Linked DNA regions of Ovis aries: region 2 is linked to region 1. The links are chromatin contacts, called in public Hi-C maps. All regions are on one chromosome and are shown on one strand. Each heading gives the region's core, a stretch centred on a gene start, on an enhancer-like site or on the middle of the called end of the contact. The rest is flanking DNA. Distances are from core to core; before and after follow the strand shown.

The links. A called contact is a pair of places that touch in the nucleus more often than the background predicts.
Region 2: a contact with region 1 is called in a Hi-C map of hypothalamus, with 2.3 times the contacts expected there. The contact joins the promoter of CD58 here to the enhancer-like site in region 1. A contact is called at or near these places in 4 of 16 Hi-C or Micro-C datasets (blood, hypothalamus, omental adipose tissue and 1 more).

Annotation. Positions count from the first base shown.
Region 1 is chr1:93,871,609-93,874,371 of ARS-UI_Ramb_v3.0, forward strand. CD58 (CD58 molecule) reads right to left here. Exons shown (of 7, transcript XR_009597210.1): 6 at 197-2,763. Among named protein-coding and RNA genes, the nearest start is that of CD58, 66 kb to the right of the region's middle. Within about 2 kb of position 1,438, at least 16 of the 54 cell types and tissues checked have an H3K27ac peak or open chromatin away from gene starts, as enhancers often do. A contact at or near this core is called in hypothalamus, where this site is marked.
Region 2 is chr1:93,937,187-93,939,949 of ARS-UI_Ramb_v3.0, forward strand. CD58 (CD58 molecule) reads right to left here and starts at 1,394. Exons shown (of 7, transcript XR_009597210.1): 1 at 1,303-1,394.

The DNA.
Region 1 (2,763 bases), core at 188-2,687:
CTTTAGTCTTTCTGAGACACCTACAGTCTCATGTCTGTTGCTTCTGCTTCCCCCCCCCTCAAAACCATTCTTAGTTCTTAGAAATATAAAAACCATTCTTAGAAATATAAAAACCATTCTTAGTTCACAGCCCTCACAAAATACAGACTGTAAAGCTGGGCAAGGTACAGCCCTTGAGCCAAATGCAGCCCCCTACCTGCTTTTGTGAAATGAGGTTCTACGGGAACATAGCCACACTGGTCTATGTGGCCGCTCTCAGACTGTAGTAGCAGAATCGGGCAGTTGCAACAGAGTATAACTTTCCTGGTGACTCAATGGTAAAAAATCCTCCTGCCAATGCAGGAGATATGGGTTCAGTCCCTGGGTTGGGAAGATCCTCTGGAGAAGGAAATGGCAACCCACTCCAGTATTCTTGCCTGGAGAATCCCATGGACAGAGGAGCCTGGGGGCTACAGTCCGTGGGGTCTCAAAGGGTCAGACACGACTGAGCACACACACATACAACGAGAAGGCTGACAAAGCCTGAAATCGTTACTATCTGATCTTTTATAGAAGACATTTGCCAAGACCTGCTTCAGAGTGCTCATATAAATGACTCATAGGTATTCCAGCTTTTAAAGTACTTCACACACATTCCTACTTCTTACTGGAAACATTTTTTGACATTAGTAATTGTTCCATTTTACAGATGAGGAAACTGAGGACTAGAAAGGTTAAGGCTTGCCCAAGGTCACACTGCTCATGGGGATTTTGGACCAGACGAAGCTGCTCTGGAAAGAGCAATCTCTGAAGCCTGGAGTCTACCTTTTGATCTGCTCCATCAGGGAAGGAGGCAGTAAGCAGGTCCCTGGGTGCAGCCTCAGAGAGAGACACCAGGCATGGAAAGCAGCCGGGCTGGCCTGCACAGGCACTTCCAAGAGTCTCGTGAAATGAGCAGGGACTTCCTGGTGGTCCAGGGGTTAAGCATCTGCCTTACAATGCAGGGGACACAGGTTTGATCCCTGCTCTGGGAACGAAGATCCCACTTGCCATGGAGCAGCTAAGCCTGCAAATGCTGTGACTACTGAACCTCGGTGCTCCAGAGGCCCTGTGCACAGCTAGAGAGCCCGTGCTCTGCAAGGAAAGACCCTGAGTGCCACATTAATGAACAGAAAAAGTCCTCAACGTAAGTCCGTTTTGTGCAAGTCCTCTGCACAAAAAGTGCCGAGAATATCTTCAAAGGCTGTCTGTGTACAGGGAAGGCTACTGGCTGACTGGCTGGCAGGAAAGCAGCCCTTTCAAATCCACATTTGGCTTCTGTAAATAGTTAACAGGCAGTCACATCACTGTCAAGAGCAGGGAGCCGCAGCAATCCTCTCACAGAGTTCTGGAGAGGGCCTTGCACCCCACAGCCTCCCAGGACTGCTACTTCCCACAGAACTAAAGATGGCAACGCCATCACTGGCGTGAGAGAGACTCTCAGTGGACACTGGTGGCATTGCCACCCCTAAGAATCATTTCAGAAACACCCTCAGGTTCCTAGGAGCTCACTTCCTGGGCTGGGAGTATAAAGGGCTGGTGTCATCTTGGAGTAATCGTCCCAGTACACTCACTCACGTGAAACTAAATGATTGTTGTCCTACTCCAAACCCTCCCTGAGGAAGGCTGGTGTGTGCATGCTCACAATGCTGCCATTTCATAGAACGCATTAGGAGTGCTTCCTTAAAGACTTTGTGACCTTTCCTGCACCTTTGTCTTATCCATAGGGTGTGTCTGACTCCTGAAAACAGTTAGCCTTTGTGAAGCTTTGTTTGCATTTCCTTCCATCCAGCTTTGCTCCAGGACCTGTTTAGTGTGTCTCATGGAGTTGTTAGTTTTGGCTGTTGCCCTTGTTTATGGGTTTTTTTTTTTTTTAATTGGAATTAAACACCACAATTATAAATTAGGATCCCCAATATTTCTAGAAAAGTCAGACAACACTGGTTCTAAGTGTTGAAGTCAGTGGTGGAAACTAGGGAGCTGCTGCCCCTAGAAGGATTCTCCTGTTTGCCGCAGTCCTCACTGCTCCCTGTTGCCTCTTAGACACATGTGAGTACCATGACCCTCTCCTGCAGAGCACTCATTCCTCAGGGATGGAATTCCACATGTATTGATTTAACATACTCCTCAGAGGATGAGTTCAATGATGCCATCGTGGAGATATTTTAGTTTTCTATTCATTTTTAAAATCCTACTGCCTAGGTGCCTTAATTCATATTTGCTGAAGGAAAGCGGTGGCCAGAGGAGGAGGGAAGGGAAGAATTACTGATGACTTTCTGCAGCTGAAACAGAGAGAACTTAAATGACTTGCTCAGATTCGCAGAGCTAGCTAGTGACACAGCAGAAAGTCGGGCCCAAATTTCAAAGGCACATTTCTACTCCACTTTATCATTCTCTGTTCTGGTGCCTCTGCGGGCCCCTTTGGACTGTGAAGAAGAATTGCACCCTGAAAATTGTTATGGCTTTGGAGGCATGCCCGGCCTGGCACCTGAGAGCTGGTGTACTGGAACTGGGCTGCAGCTGGGTCCCTCTGCCACATGCAGGGGCAGCGCAGCCCTCTGCGCCCCCTCCATGTGGGCTCCTGGGGCACCATGGCCACACTTAGTGGACACGTAAGACCTGGGATCATCAATCTGTTGGAAGAAGAAATGTGACCATCTGCCACGTTCTTGGGATTCCCAGGCGACTCAGGCAGTAAAGAATCTGCCTGCAATTTAGGAGACCCGGGTTTGATCCCTGGGTCAG
Region 2 (2,763 bases), core at 144-2,643, 66 kb after region 1:
GCCAAAGTTTTCCCTCTACATTCTCCTCCTCTTTCTTTCTTGATCTCCTCCTCCTGGCACCTTTTCCCACATCATGGCATGATACCACCTGTCCTCCGAGGCTAGGTTCACACACCCTCCCTTCCAGGAAGTTTTTCCTTCACGAAAGATATTTGATTTCACCAAAGATGTGGCTCTCTTCCCTCTGCACACCCGCAGCACTTTATATTTACCTCTTACAACATTTACTTCTGTGCCTTACACTGTAGGTACTTTTGAGCACATGTCGACCCCCACCCACCACGACGACCCCCACCCAGGCTGTATTCCATAGACGCATGCCTCCACAGGCACTCAACACACTCTGAACGCAAAGTGGAGAGGAAAGGCTGATCAGATGTGTGTGCTAAAGGGCCAGCAGGGGGATTTTCCCAGTACTAATTAAGGGGGCTGTTACTATGCTCCAGGGGTTTGGCTATGACTTAACTACGAGCCTGTGTGGGAAGAGGTTGATGATGTGGGTGAGGAGGTAAAAAAATGGAGACAAAGATACCTATCTTATGGGGCTGTTGTGACAATTTAACTGAAGAAGTGTGAAAAGGAGGAACACAGTCCTAGACACTCACACATTCCTCCTTTTCTGTTCCGAAGGGAGGGGAAAGCAGCACCAGCCACACTACTTAGAAACTCCGAATCGAGGCCCACTCGTTCCTGTTGCGAGGCGATTCTGAACCACCGCCATCAGCCCAGGGCGCGGCCGCGGGACAGGCGCGGTTGCACTTGGCTTTGGCCGCGGGGCGCCCATCCCAGCGCAGAAGCCGGCGCGCGCGCACACAGCGCGATCCACTGCCAGTGGGGAGGCCCGCCCCGGACAAGCTCGAGGGCTGCGGAAGCAGTAAAAAAAAAAAGATCTGCTCAAGTTCTGGACGATGGCGTCTCGGGAAGTGGTAACTTAGTCACTGGGGTCGCGCAGAAAAGGCACCCCTTCCAGAAAAACACGGGGTGGAAGACAAGCGGGGTTCGGGGATCGTGGGAGTTAAGAAGGACTCCCAAAGGGAGGGAAGAGCGCAGGGAAGGAGAACGAGCCGGAGTCTGGTTTCTTTTTCCCAGACCTCAGAGCCTGAGGAGCAAGTTTCTTACTGACCACCCTATGGTGATTTGTGGATGACACGACCAGGTCCCGCGCGCGTGCCCCCCGCCACCTTCGCCACCCGAACTTGCAGCCGCCTTGGGCCGCGCCCGTCCACCGGGCCCGGAGCCCGGGGGCCACTGACACCTCGCGCTACCGGTCCCTGTGGGCTCCCGGAGGAGGCCTCCACTCACCCAATTTGAGGAACAGGCAGACCAGTCCAAGGGCCCCCAGGGCACACCCAGGGGCACTCCCTGCGGCCATGGCGGTCCAGGCAGTTTCTGCTAATGGGTCGCAGCCGCACAACTCGGCCTGGGCCTGCCGGAGAGCCAGCCCCACTGCGCTCCCCGCCCCGCGCCCCGCCTCGCGCGCCCCGCCTCCCCCGCGGCGGGCTGGCACCGGATGCAGTCTGGGCGCCGGCCCTTTCCTCTTTTCCCGGACTAAGTTCGGGTCCCAGTCGTTCCTGCCATTCCGCAGCCACCCGCTTTGCTCTGTGGAGCTCTTTAGCAAAAGTGGCGTGCGTTTTTACAACCAGGTTTATCCTCGTTCCTCTCGCACTTTTCCTTGGCATTAGGAACGCGATGGAGGCGCCCCCGCAGCTGGAGGTATCGGACTGTCGGTCCCCGAAAGCTGCGTCCCACTGGGCGGGAGGTGACAGGAGAACTCCGGTGGGACACGGAGGTTCCGAAGCGCTTTATTCTTCCAGCGCTTTCCAGCAGCTGCAGCAGCGCGGAAGTTTTGCCTGCAGGTTAAGACGATGAAGAACTTGCCCACAATGCCGGAGACCCGAGTTCAATCCCTGGGTCGGGAAAATTTCCCTGGAGAAGGGAACGGCAACCCGCTCCAGTATTCTCGCCTGGAGAACCCCATGGACAGAGGAACCTGGCGGGCTACAGTCCATGAGGTCGCAAAGAGTCGGGCACGACTGAGCGAGTAGCACACATGCCCCATTGATGACTCTAGATAAAACAGCCTCTTTGAAGCACTCTTTCCTCAAATACTCGGAGAAGGCAATCAAATACTAAAACGAAAGGAAATGGGACATGCTAGACAACTGCTAGAATGTGTACAGTTCCCTGGTGCAGCCCCAACCTCCCCACCCCTCTCAAGTGCCTACCTTTCCTCATTGCAGGGCAGTCATCTTTTCCTTAAGACTGACTCCCACCCCAGCACTCCCCTACTCAGAGCTGGGATTTCCAGCCTCGGGTTTCTCCCTTCTCCATTTGCTCTGTTTCACTCTTCCTCCTAACCCTCAGGCTGAGGAGTCAGACCTGTTCACTCCCTCAGTGTTTGGCCTCCCCAAATCTCTGTCCCTCGAGCTGCAGTAGGGACTTGAAATCTCTATCTTATTGACTAGTCCTCTTGCCTCAAATCCACCTGCTCCCAGGCTCAGTTACTACTGTATTCCCAGAACCAGCTCCTGGCATGGGCTTCCCTGACAGCTCCTTTTCTTTCAGACAGAAGCACCAGAGTGACCTCTGCTCAGCCACTGAGGCTCAGGGAACTCTTCCTTACTATGTGGGCAGGAAACTCCTCCCATGAACTGGACTCATGAACTGGACCCTCTGTTGTCCTAACAAACACCAACCTGTTTGCCAGTTGTGAAAGAGTGGAAATGGGCTTTATTCTTGCTGTGATTGCCATCATCCTCAGGT